Regions from separate parts of the Sus scrofa genome. Here region 2 is linked to region 1. A link is a contact called in public Hi-C data. All regions are on one chromosome and are shown on one strand. The core of a region is the stretch at or near the end of the contact, and the rest is flanking DNA. Distances in the headings are between cores, read along the strand shown. Region 1 has its middle 110 kb from the start of RXRA. Region 2 overlaps COL5A1 (collagen, type V, alpha 1).

Evidence for each region. A called contact is a pair of places that touch in the nucleus more often than the background predicts.
Region 2: a contact with region 1 is called in a Hi-C map of retroperitoneal adipose tissue, with 3 times the contacts expected there. The contact joins two enhancer-like sites. A contact is called at or near these places in 1 of 5 promoter capture datasets (liver), 17 of 47 Hi-C or Micro-C datasets (adipose tissue, brain, embryonic fibroblasts and 12 more) and 1 of 2 datasets of contacts at active chromatin or transcription factors (skeletal muscle).

What each region holds. Positions count from the first base shown.
Region 1 is chr1:273,807,836-273,814,259 of Sscrofa11.1, forward strand. No RefSeq gene overlaps it. Among named protein-coding and RNA genes, the nearest start is that of RXRA, 110 kb to the left of the region's middle. Within about 2 kb of position 2,451, at least 29 of the 83 cell types and tissues checked have an H3K27ac peak or open chromatin away from gene starts, as enhancers often do. A contact at or near this core is called in adipose tissue, omental adipose tissue, retroperitoneal adipose tissue and 1 more, where this site is marked.
Region 2 is chr1:274,000,385-274,006,808 of Sscrofa11.1, forward strand. It overlaps COL5A1 (collagen, type V, alpha 1), which reads left to right. Exons shown (of 69, transcript NM_001014971.1): 8 at 378-545; 9 at 668-724; 10 at 4,809-4,850; 11 at 5,057-5,119. Among named protein-coding and RNA genes, the nearest start is that of COL5A1, 69 kb to the left of the region's middle. Within about 2 kb of position 2,922, at least 18 of the 83 cell types and tissues checked have an H3K27ac peak or open chromatin away from gene starts, as enhancers often do. A contact at or near this core is called in adipose tissue, omental adipose tissue, retroperitoneal adipose tissue and 1 more, where this site is marked.

The DNA.
Region 1 (6,424 bases), core at 1,201-3,700:
GGTGCGGGACCCAGGAGAGCACAGGTGGAAGGGTGGAGGTCCCCGGACGTCTGCCCCCAGCGGGTCCTGGAGGAGGTCTGGTGGGAGCCTCCTTGGCGGCCAGACCTTGTCACGTGCGAAGTGATTATGCATCTTGACCCCTCTGGACCCTGATGTGACCACCCCGTTGTCCCCAGAGCCTGCAGGAGGCCCCAGGTGGGCACCTTCCTGTTCAGAGCGAGACTAAGAGAAGGGAGGTTAGGACACCCCAGGAGCCCTGGCAGGGCATCTAGCGCCCGCGTGGAGGGGGGCGGGCAGGGCCATGGGTCCCAGCCAAGCACTGAGGAGTTGAGGTGTGGGGCAGTGGGGGACGCCTCTGGACAGCACGGGCAGAGCCGGCCTCAGGGGAGGGGCCCAGCCACACAGTGACCGGGGAAGGACATCATAGCTTCCTGCCTCCTGTCTCCAGCTCGGCCTGGCAGGCTCACCCTGAGCAGAAGGCAGCACCCACCCTGCCCGCTGTGTGTGCTGCCCGCATGAGCCTGCAGGAGCGGTCAAGGGTGTACTGGCTGACCCTGGGCTTCTCACTCCTGGGGGCTCCCTGTCTTCCCCTGGAGGAGCCCTGCTTTCTCCCCAGGGTGCCCTGAGACCCCAGTACAAGGCCAGGGGCCCAGAGGGGCTGATGACACAACACAGGGCTGGGTGTGGACTCCAGAGCAGAGAGCCGTGTTCGGGAAAATTCGCCCGTCCTCTGTATTTCAACGGGACGGCCAGGGCTCACGCTGGGGCGGGTCTGAGGCTCAGGGCCCCAGTGCCCATACGTTTACTTATTCACTCAACAAACACTGCTTGGAAACCACACGGGCCAGGCCTAGTGTTGGCTTGGGGAGAGCCGAGTCTGTCCCGGAGGCTGGAATGTGGCCTGCGTGTGACTGCAAACTGTCTCGTCGCCACATTAAAAGCCACATGAATTTCATAATATATTTTATTTAAACCAATACGTCAGACGATTATTATTTCAATATGCGAGCAATCTAAACATTATTAATGAGCTATTATGCATTTTCCTTTTGGGGGCCAAGTCTGAGAGTGGGTGTATCTTTTACACTTACGGCACACCCCCATATACAAGCCACGTTTCACACTCTCAAGAGCCACATGTGGACAGCGGCTGGCATATGAGACTGGGAAAGTCTAGAACATTCTTTTGGGGCTGCATGCGGGCAGCAGATGTGGGCTGATCGGGGCCGGGGGTGGGTGGGGAGGCCATGTTCAAGGTGCTGTGGGAAGTCACAGGAGGGAGCAGCCTGTGGGGGAAATGGCTGGAACGCTACCCGGAGGAGGTGGCGTTTGTGCTGGGCACTGAAGGGTACATAGGAGTTCTCTGGGTACACAGTAGGGAAAAGAACATTTTCTAATGTCATTGCTGGTTCCCCAGGTAGGGTCTGAAGAAAACAAGGACTTTCAGGGAACTCCTAGCAGGTGCCCCCTGAAGAACTGCTGGTTTAAATCCTCTTATTTCTGCCCGTGAGCCTGTGCCAATATTTTGCCATCTTTTAGTTACAAACACTGTGGGGTGTACAGGTTTAGCTACAAATAGCTGGGTCATAAATCTTAGCTGGATTGGCCAGGCCACTGGATGGTATTATCTGGTCCTACCACTGTTTTCTGAGGCTGTTGTGCATGTGCCTGTGCCTTCCAGAACCTTCTCTCATGTGCTGCAGGGATGAGGGGTGGGAGGATATTCTCACAACTTGTCTGTAACCAGGTCCTCCTGGGTCCCACCCCTGCGGTCTTCTTTGGTCTAACTGAAGTCTCTCTTGCTGCAGTTGGGGTCTCCGGTGAGGCTGCTTGAGTGCTGCCCAGGCTGATGGCAGGAACCGCCCGGGAAGCCGCTGTGTTCACAAAAACCTTTAGACAACGAATTGTCCAAAGCGTTTCTACAAAGAATCAAGATTAAGCCCGCCTGGGGGCGCCTGTGGAGAGGTGACCAGTGGGGGTGGCCCACGTGTGTGAGCGCGGAGCAGGGATCCCACCCGGCTCAGCCGGGGCCCCAGGCCCGCCCTCGAGCTCTGCCTGGCTCTTCCCAGGGCCACAGCCGGGCCAGGGCCCTGCATCCATGGAGAGGGGCTGTTCCTGGGGCCCTGGGGCCCCTCGGCCACGTCCCGCGGGCGTCGGGCCCCGGGGCCCGGCTGCAGCAGCGGCCGCCATCCCGCCCTGCCACGTCGCCACTTCCACCCGAGCCGGCAGGAAGCTGCGCGCTCGCTTCTCCTTTTGTCCACGTCTGGAGGGTTTGCTGTTGCAGGAAACATCTGGCCGGGGTCCAAGGAGCGGAATAAAAAGAGAGTGGGAGCGGGGGTGGGGGAGGGCCGGGCCCGGAGGTTTGGAAAAACCATCTGATTTCACTTTGCAAAGACAACTGCAATTATGCCTCTGAGGGTTTCGAAGTCACTGCCCATTCAAACCATGCGGGTGACGTCAGGGGAACCTCTGAAGCGCCTGGGGCCCGGCACACACGTCGCTGCTGCAAGAAGCAGGTCCCAGGCCGACTCGAGCCCGGGGAGCTGGAGACCTGGGGTCTTTTGCAGAAGCGGGGGGACGGGGTCCCTGGCACGGGGAGTCCTGCTTATCTGGTCTCCGCCCCGCGGCCTGAGCCAGGCGGGAGGAGGGGGCCGCCCACCAGGCTCCTCCCGAAAAGTTCAGTCTCTCCCAACCCCGCCGAGAGCCCGCTGGCCCGGATGGAAACTGCCGGGTTCCTGGGCCTGCTCCGCTTCCCTCCAGGCCTCGTCATCCACACGGAGAGGCCCCGGGTCTGGGAGGGCCCCCTGGGGCCGCGGGGCTGGCTCAAGCCCTCAGGACTCCAGCTCTTTCCACTGTCTGCCCTGAGGCCGGGGACCAGGAGCTGGGACCCTCACGGTGTCCCCAGCATCTGGCTACCGTGGGCCCTGGAGGGGAGCGAGGATGGTAGCCCACCCCTGTCCCTGGCCCCTGAGTCAGGACCCTGCTTGTCCCAGCACCTCCAGATGGGATCTCCAGGGGGCCTGTCCCTGAGCCAGGGGCCCTGAGACTGGACAGGAGCTGACGTGCCCCCCGTGGCCCCCGCACGGACTCCCCATGGACACGCCGCACACCCAGGCCTCGGGGCCAAGTTCACCACAGCCTCAGGCCCCTCCCACCCCTAGAGGCAGGGCTACCTGGGCAGGAAGGGCCTTGCCAGCCACTCCTAAAGCCCCGTCACGCACGAGCCCTGCCAACCCTGAGGAGTCACTCTGGAGGGGTCTGCACAGCTGGCCAGCGTTGTGTCTCAGGAACATTTCTTGAAATAAAACCTAGCAGAGAGCCCAGTGACAGAGCACAGATGGGGTCTCATTCCAGTGGACGGGCGTTTATCGGCGGCTGACTGGTGCCAGGGCCAGAGGCCGCCCTCCAGGGTCACCCCTGAGCAAAGCCCCCCATGGGCTCAGAGGGCCCAGCGTGAAACCAGCCGCAGCTCTCCTTTCCACTGTGCAGGTGGCCGGCGACCTCCTGGAGGACAGGGGGCTCGCAGTGGGGCCGGGCCAGAGCAGAGGGCCAGGGGTCTGCTGGGGGCCGTGGTGCCTGGCGGTGCGGCTCAGCCTGGAGGCGGCCCTCGCTGTGACCGAGGGGCAGGGGGCGGAGCCTGGCTTAGAACGGGGTTGGGGGCGAGGGGGGCTGTCTGTCCAGGAAGCGATTCGGCAGTGGCTACAGCAGAGCCTTGACCGTGGGCTGAGGCCTCCGGGGCTCTGGGGGTCTGAAGACATTTTTTCCATGGAAAGTAGCCGCTGGCCCTCGCCCAGCAGGGAGCTCTCTGTCCCCCTCCCCCTGCCTGCTCGGGCCTTGGCCGTGGGCTGCGCTGTCCTGGGGCTGATGCTCTTTGCCGGACGTTCCGTGGGCCTGGGGTGGGGCTGGAGCGCCAGGCAGGGGTCAGACGAGCGGTTCTGGCCGCTGGTCAGCCTCCAGCAAGCACTGTACCGAGGCCTCGCCTTTCTCCCTGCCTGCGGTGGTGGGTGGGGTGGGGGGGGGTCCGAATGTCCAGGTCTGGCTGTAGGGGATGGTTCCTTCCGTAACCATCTGCGGGCAGGTTGGGGTAAGGAGGTGGAGCGTCCTCTCGGGAATTGCAGAGACGGGCGGTGCTGGGGGGGTGGCAGTGCTGTGGGCGTGTGCGGATGCTGAGGGATTTGGGAGCCGCTACCCTGAAACCTTCCCACTGAGGTGTCACCCGAGGCCAGTTCTCCGCTGGGGCATCCTGGCCCTGACGCCTCGGAGCCCCTGAAAGCCTCCTGCCCCCACAGGAAACACAGCCCTCCTTCCCCCCAGGAGCCCACGGACACGCGCTGATCAAGAGCCTTGTGTCCTGGGGCGGGGGGTCCGCAGGGATGGGGGGTCCTGGCTAAGCTCGGGGCTTGGGCCCCCTCTTCCTCTCTGAGGCTCAGCTGGCCTCCAGCCTGTGTCGGGGCCTCCTGGCTGGGCGTGGATGCAGCCGAGGAAAGACCCCAAGTGGATGATCCCCAAGTGGTCTTGGCGACGTGGCCCTGGGGCTCTGACAGGGAACACTGGCCATCCCCGGCCCTTCCTCCAGGAAGCCCTCCTGGACTGCCCCGCCGGCCCGAGCTGCTTCCTCCTTTGGATTCCGTGGCGTTGGCCTTGTGGGCCACGCAGTCTGACCTTTCCGTCTTCTACGCTTTCGTGATCAGAAGTCTTATCCCTTAGAAGAGCCGGGGGCAGGGCGTCTGCCGAGTCCCCCAAAAGTGCTAGTTGTGTGGGCCCCAAGAAGCCACCTGTTTGCGGGAAGACTGGCCCAGGTGTGACTCCCAGCGATGCCAGCCACAGTCTGCCTGGCCTTGAGCTGTCCGCCCATGGCTCTGAGCCTCAGTTTCCCCGTCTGGGAGATGGGATCTCGGTAGCACTGGCCTCACTGGGTTACTGGAAGGGTTTAAGTCAGAAGATAAAGGCAGCCCCCCAGTGCCTGCTGCCTGGAGAGGCTGGGAGCCCCAGAGTGATCCAGGCTGATGGGGCCCCGGACGCAGAGTGCCCAGGCCCTGTTCGGAGGCAGGCCTGCCCCCCTTCTGCAAGTCCTGCCGAGCACTCGGGGCTGAGCCTCCTCCAGGAAGCCCTCCAAGCCTGCCCTGGCCCGGCTCTTCATCTGGGCTCTGGGTGCTCCAGGCCACTCATGAGGGTGTATTTTTGGGGGGTGGGCGAGGGTTGCTGTGGTGAGACTGTGCAAATATCCTCTTTGTTCTGCAACGTTTGGAGGCTGATATTCGCTGACGGCAGTCGCCGCCGCCCACTGGGGACCGACCGTGTCTGCTTTGTCTCCCCGCTGAGGCCCAGAGTGAGTGGCCCTGCTTGTCCCAGGGCGGCAGGACGGGGGGGGGGGGTGCCCAGCCACGCCCCCACCATCTCTCTGACCTCGGGTAATGATGGGCCTCCTAAGCCTCGGTGTCCCCATTTGCACGATGTGACTGTTGCGACAAGTCCGTGAGCCACTGGGTGTGAACGTTCCACTCAGGGTGAGGGCCACGGGGGTGGCGGCTAGTGGTGGTGGCAGTGGCACTTGTCCGGGCCGTGAGGCCCCTGCCTGGCTGCTGTCTCTTGACATTGAGAGGGAATCTTTTAGGGCCTCTTGGCACCCCCAGAACAAGCTCTCGCTTTGCAGATGGGGAGCTGAGCCTAGAGTGGTGGCTGACGTGTCACCTCTGGGTAACGGGCGCCGGGAGCGGGCAGGGCCCGGCAGGAATGAGTCCCCAAGGCGGGGGTCTCAGAGGACAGAATGGCTCCCTTCCCTCTGAGCAGACCTGTCCCCGCTGGTTGCAGTGTTTCTGAGATTCATGCTGCAGGGTGGCCGTCAGCGGGTGAGGTGGCCTGGATGTGACAGCTGCCCACACTCCTCTGCGTCGGGGATGGGCAGCTGAGGGCTCGGACATGTGGGGGAGGCCTGGGCCGGGTGGTCAGGGCCCCCCTGCCCCAACCTCAGCAGGAACCGTCTCCTGATAGGGCTGCTCAGAGGCCGAGGGCACGTGGCGTCATTCTGTCCATGTCACCTTCAGAGGCTCCCCTGAGCCTCACACGCGAGGGGGCACGCACTGTGTTCCCTGGGCAGGGACCGGGTAGCACACACAGAGGTGGGTCCTGGGAGAAGATCCCCCACCTTCTGGAGGGTGAGGAAGCGTGGAGGGTCTCAGACCACCCACAGGTAGTGGCTAAGGGACAATAGCCACTCAGCATCTTTCATGATTCCTGCAGGTCAGGGGTGGTTCTGGCTGCAGCCAGGTGTCGGCTGGGGCTCCGTCCTCTGACGGCTTGACCCGGGCAGGAGGAGCTGCTCCTGAGGTGGCCGCCACGTGGGTCCCCCAGGAGGGTGCACAGGGCTGCTTGAGCAACCTTATAACACGGCGGCTGGCTTCCCAGCACAGGGGGTGTGGCCTAG
Region 2 (6,424 bases), core at 1,672-4,171, 190 kb after region 1:
TTGCAAATGGCTGATGCTGAATTCCTTGTGGCCCCAGAGCAGACGCAGGGCTTCTCACGGCCTTGGATCTCTCTGCCAGCGGGCATCGGGTTAGGGGCATGTTGTCCTGAGACCCCGAGCTTAGGGGGGAGCCCCTGGAGGCCCCGACTTCCCCAAGAGCCTGGGGCAGCCTGGCACGGCATGGCCACCCCCAGCAGCCCTGGTTTGCCAAGGCATCTTGGGGTTTGGGGGTGGGTTTCCCTGTCACGAGAAGGTGGAAGGTGCCCCCCAGCAAGGGCCCCTCCAGGCTCCCCGTGTCCTGTGACCTGGGAGTCCCCGGGCTGGGGGCCTGTGCCGCCCCGTTACCTGGCGCTGATGCCTGCCGGCCTCCCCCTCAGCCGGCTCCGCCTCCGGAGGAAGGGCTGGACGACTTGGACACGGAGTTCACGGAAGAGACCATCAAGAACCCGGACGAGAGCTACTACGACCCGTACTATGACCCCACCATCGCCCCGTCGGAGATCGGGCCCGGGATGCCCGCCAACCAGGACACCATCTACGAAGGGGTGAGCGCCTCGGAGGGCACCTTCCCGGGCCCTCGGGCGGGGCCCCTGGGGTGCTGTGGCCGTGGGGTAACTGCCGCCTTCTTCCTTCTCTCCCTCTCCTCGCCACGTCTTTCAAACTCCAGATGGGAGGACCGCGGGGCGAGAAAGGACAAAAAGGAGAGCCCGCCATCATCGAACCCGTAAGGCGCTTTCTTATCTTAACCGGCCGGGGGGGTGGGGGTCGCAGCTCGGGGCACGTGGCGGGTTGGGCAGGACATGGCCAGATGCTGGACCCCTTTCTGCCCAGGGCCACCGCAAGGACGCGCCTGCTGCTGCTGAAGCCCCCCAGCAGGGGGAGGGCTCTGGACCTCGGCTGGGCAGCCCGGGTTCCTGTGGGTCAGGACCCTGTGCCGTGTCCACCTAAGAGCTGGGCACGTCACCGTGCATGCATTTCTTCTCGATGAAAAGAGACTCAGCTTCTGGGAGGCAGGGCCCTGGAGGGTGGAGGGTCCGCCGGCTGAACGTGGACCCGGAGCTGCGGGTCTGAGGCAAGAGCCGTAGTCGGACCCGCCTCTCCGCGCTGGCTCTGCAGCCGTGTTGCTGCTGCGGACGGGGAACGGAAACCTGCTTGTCAGCTCAAACGGCGCTTGAGCGGCACTTCACTGAGCCAGGTGATGGGCCACGGGCAAGTTAGTGACCCTTGATGACTCCGACCGCTGGGACCACAGCCAAGAGGTCCCGTGTGCAAGGAGTGGGTTCGTGGGTGTTGGCGGGGCCCTCCTCTGTGTCGGCACGTCCCCTGCCTGCAGGGAGCTGCTCCCGCTGGGCCCTCCAGGGCCCACCCCGTGGCCCGAGGGCTGCCCAGGTCAGGGCCCTAACTGGGGTGGGCGAGGTGCCAGGCGATTAATCGCCTGGAGCGGGCCCCCTGGGACTGCTCGTGGTGGGCACGGCTGTGGGCTGGGAAGCGGCCCTGGACACCAGAGTGGGGAGGCCGGCTGCCAAGGTCCGCCCCTGCCACGTCCTCTAAGAGCCGGAGGGAGGAGGCCAGTGTCCTGCCCCTCGACCGGTCACGAGGCTGGGCTGGGCCCCGGCTTCCACTGCCAGCACTCGGTTCCCAGTGGCTGAGCCAGAATGTGACGTGGCGGCTCCAGGGTCTTCTGATCGTGGGCCCCCAGGAGGCGGGATGGAGGGGCCCCCACCCCTCCAGTGGGCTGGGAAGGTTTCTTTGGAACCTTATCTCCCTTAGAGCCCGTGGCCATGGCAGACAAGATGGGGGGTGACTAGATGACCGTCCTGCTCGGCCCCCCACTCCCCTGGCCTGTCTCAGGGCTGTGGCTCATCTTTTTCTCCTGGGCTGCGGTCACTGGGCACACGCGTCTTTTGCTCGGATGAGAACATCCCCTTTCCCTGCTCCCTGAAGGTCCACGGGATGCAGGGCCTGTCTGAGGCTGAAGGATGGGGTTTGGGGAAGGGACAGAGGTGCCAAAGGGAGGCGGGCATGGGTACCAGGGGGCCCCTTGCTCAGCGACATGAAAAATCCTGACAAGTGCAGGTGCAGGGAGAAAGGCCACCCCAGGGAGGGGCAGGCAGCCAGCGCTGGTTGGAGCCTCCCCTAAGGGACGGGCTGCCCAGGACCCCCTCCCGTCTTGCAGGGCTGGGGGTATGCCAGGAGGTGGGCCACCCCTGCTGTGGCTTCCGTGGTCCAGCCGTGCGTGGAGCACGACCCAGATGGCCTTGACCTGGCCGTGGACTTGGGTGTCCTCCGTAGCGTCCCCGTGGCCACAGTGAAAGGGGCCTCTCGTCCAGGAGGAGTGGGAGCCCCAGGCAGACAGGAGCCGGGCTCTGTGGGGTCCCGGGTTGGGTCCCAGCTCTGGGAGGCCTGGCAGCACCTAGGTCTGGCTGAGCTTCCCATTCACACGTCCCCCAGTCTGGGCTGACCCTGTGCAAAACTCATGGCAGCTGGACACCCCAGGTCGGGGCTGGGGGTGGAGGCGGCACCCAGGGAGTCCAGCTGCCCGGCTGCACCAGGCACCGCTGGTGAGGGCTGAACACGCCCAGGCCGTCCAATGCAAACAGCGTGTCCCTAGAATCCACTCCGTCTTCGCTGGGGGAAAAGCCAGCCATCTGGATGTGGTTAGGGACGCTGCCCGCCCCCTCGGGTCCTGGCGTTTGCTCCCGCCCAGCCCCCAGCCTGCTCGGAGCGTCTGCGGGGCCGAGGCTGGTCCCCCTGGGGAGATGGTGTAAACACTTGGAATTTCTCAACCTGGAGTGTCGCCAGCTGTCCTCAAAGTCTTAGTTCCTCATCAACAGATGGCCGCGTCCTGGGAGGTGGCCGACGGGGTCTCACGGCTGCGGCCGGTGTCCAGGCCCGTGGAGGGGGGGGGGGGCTGTTTCCCCTCCCACCTGCGCAGCCACTCGCCCTCGGGTGTGTCACTCACTGAAACCGGCTCCTTGTCTCCGCCCACCCCAGGGGTGGGGGCTCTTTCCCACTCAGATCCGGTACCCTCCCTCTGTAGCGGCTCGGCAGCCTCGGGGGCTCCTTGAAAGGACAGGAACCCCTCAGCTGAGCGGATTCGGGCTCATCGGATCCGGCTGCCCCAGGCCCTCGGGGACCAGCAGTCTCCACGTTCAGGGTTTCATCATGAGGGAGGTGCATAGACATCCACCGTTAAGAGCTGTTTCGAGCTCGGCCAAAGGCGGAGGCCTGACACCCCGGTCAGGGAGGGGGAGCAGGGCTGGAGCAGGAGGGCGTGGCTCCCGTGTCACAGGACCGGTCCTCGGTGGGGTGGTGGCCTCAACCTGCTCGTTTGCCCGGTGGCCCCGCAGCCTTCCCCCAGCCGGCCCAGGGCGGTCCTCCCACGCGAGCCCACTGAGGCCCCGGCTCCCCGACGATGGCCCTTGGCATGTCCCGGAAACAGCTGCGGTGTCCTGCAGCCCGCAGGGCCTGGGCTCCTGTCCTCATCCCCGCTCGGCCCCGAGCCCCCTCAGCTGCCTGCGTGGAGAAGGAAACAGGGAAGCTGTCGTGGGAGGCTGTGGGATGAGCTGTCTGTGTGCAACGCGCCTGCAAACATTTCTCCGAGCGCACATCTGTGTAAACACAGGGTGCTCCTCCCTGCCGCTGGGCAGCCCCGGCAGGGGCGGGAGGGACGCGGCAGCCCTGGGACCCGCTGTCCCCCCGGCCGGCTGGCCGCCCCCTGTGCTGACCTCGTGCCCCAGGAAGCGGTTCCTGGTTTCCGCTTCGAAGAAAAACCCGGCCTTGATCGGCCCCTGCCCTGGCCTTGTTCCGGGGCAGCGGGGGGAGGCCGGCTGCAGGCCCGAGGGGTCCCAGCAGCGCAGGACATTGCGGGGAGGGAGGTGTCACTGTGCCCAGTGGCCCCACGTGTGGCTGAAGCCCGCCCCGCGCCTGTCCTCCAGCGCCCTCCACCCCCCACTCTCAGCCTGCAGACCCCCGTGGGGCCGTGCAGCCCCTCATACCCCCGAGTGGGCACAGAACACCCGGGATGCCGGGGCCTGCCTGACGTTGGCATTGACCTCACAGCAGAGAGGAGACCCACGCAGGGACGGAGGCTGATGGGGCGGGGGGCCTTGTCCCTATTTGGGGGGCAATGGTCAGGTCTGGGGGACCTCGTCCCAGCCCGGGAAGGGCCTGGGAGGGGAGCATGGCCGAGGGTCCAGTGGATTTGGCAGTTTTCCCACTTGCTCTGGGGCTGCTGGGTGGGCGGCGGGTGAGGCGTGGCCTGCCTGGAGGGGGAGGGGCAGTCTCAGGAATTGGGCCTGAAGGTTCCCCAGGCCTGAGGTTCCCCGGGCCTGAAGCCTCTCCAGGTGGGGCTCTCAGCCCGTGGGGCCCCTCTCCTCTTGTCCCCCGGCAATCCACCCGCAGCCGTCCCCCCACCCTCTCTGGCCCCTCATCCTGGGGCCCACGGCTCCCTCAGTGGCAATCACCAGGGCCTGCCTAGGCCTTGCCCCGCGGAGGGCAGGCGGACCCGAGTGGCACCGGGGGTCCTGGCCCTCCCTGTCCTCTGGAAGCTGCTCCGAGGGAAGCCTCTTGGTTTGCTGTGGGCTTCTTGCTGCCCTGGAAACGCTCGGGGGAGTCGCCGTGGCCGCACCACAGCCCCCGTTACAGAGACTGCTCAGGACCCCTGCCAGGCGGAGGGCGCTGCCCCAGAGGCCCGATCTCCGGTCCTCTGGTCCGTCCAGCCTGGAGGCGTCCCTGGGCCTGGCCCACGCGGGGTCTCTGGATGAGGAAGGACCCTGGGATCTCAGACGCTCTCCCGTCTCTTCCAGGGCATGCTTTTGGAGGGGCCGCCCGGCCCAGAAGGCCCCGCGGTGAGTGTCGGGGTGTATCTCCCAGGACTTGGGGGAGGTGCTCAGGCTGGAGGGAGGCCCTTTAATGCTCGTGGATGGAAAAGAGGAGCAGACGCCCCTGGCGGCTTGTCACCCCCGCACCACGCAGGAAGCGGGAACCCCCGCCAGGTGGGAACTGCCCCGTGGCTGCATCTTTGACCTCTGCCTCATTTTGTTTTTAATTCTAGGGTCTCCCGGGACCTCCAGGAACGATGGGTCCCACTGGCCAAGTGGGCGACCCTGGAGAAAGGGTAAGATGGCCGGGCCCCTGGGATCAGGGCTCCGCGGGTGTCCGGGCCCCTCCCTGCCGGGGACTGGCCGTGTCCTTGTGTGTGGGTGATGGCGACACACTGACGACCTTCCCCACATTGCCCCAGTCTCGTCACATCTCAGGCCACCCCCTACTGCGTCCGTCCTCTTTAGATAGTTAGGGGTCCACTCTTGGCCCTGAGCCGGGGCAGTGGGCTCCTGCGAGAGTGAGACTCAGCCGGGCCGTGAGCCCCCGGAGGCCGGGGGTCAGTGCAGCTTGGTGGCCCTGCGGCCCTGCATTAGGGCAGCAGTAGCAACGGCTGCAGTGGCCAGAGAGCTCGGGTGCTGCCTGGGCATCACGTGGGGTCCACCGTGGCCCACCCTTGATAGGAGACCTTGGTTGGTCTTCAGTCCCCCTTGCGCCAGCGTCCGTGTTGGAAATCAAGCCATAGACACAGGAGTCAAAGACCATCCTGGGCTCACCCTGGTCACAGGGGTGCATGCTGAGGTCCCCAGGTTAAGGGACAATTCTGAGGTCTCTCTGGTTACAGCAACCATCCCAGGCTTGCCCTTGTTCAAGGAACGCCTCTGGAGGTCCCCTTGGTGAAAGGGGTCATTCTGAGCTCACCCTGGTGAGAGGGATCCTCCTAGGGTCACCTCAGTCACAGGGACACATCCTGGGTGGGGGCCGGGGGCTGCCGTTGAGATGCTGGCTGAGCCCAGGATGCCCCAGTTTCGTTCTGACACCTAGTGGGGGTTTGCGGTACTGCAGCCCTGTAGGTTCTCCAGGTTGGCTCGGTTCTTTTTCTTCCCGTTTTTCCTGCTGGTTTAGCGAACGCCGATGTGAGCTCGGGCGGAATAAGCGCTAGTGATCGGGTGGCTAAGTTGTAGCTGGGACGTTATCCCTGGGCCTGGCACACTGCCCAGAGCAGAGTGAGATCCTCATGGTTGGGGGTGGACCATGGCTGGTCTGGCACGAGGAAAGGCGGCCAGGCCCTGGGGGCTTTGGGGTGATGCTCCCCTGAGGTCTGCAGACAGAGCGGTGACTGCAGGACCTCTGGGAGCAGCCGCACCAGTTGGGCACCTGTGGCCGGTGGCTTTGGGGGCCTGGCTCCGTGGGGGTGGGGGGCCTCCGCCTTCCCTACTTCCCCGCCTCTGCCACGTGCTCAGAATTCCAGACAAGCCATCGAGGGCCCACTGTCCTCCCAGACCCCAGAACTAGCACCACTTGGGTTTGGCCCCGGGGACTGTCGTCTCTAACCCAGCTCACTCCAAAGATCTCTGTAAGATGGGGTGACAGCCGTGTC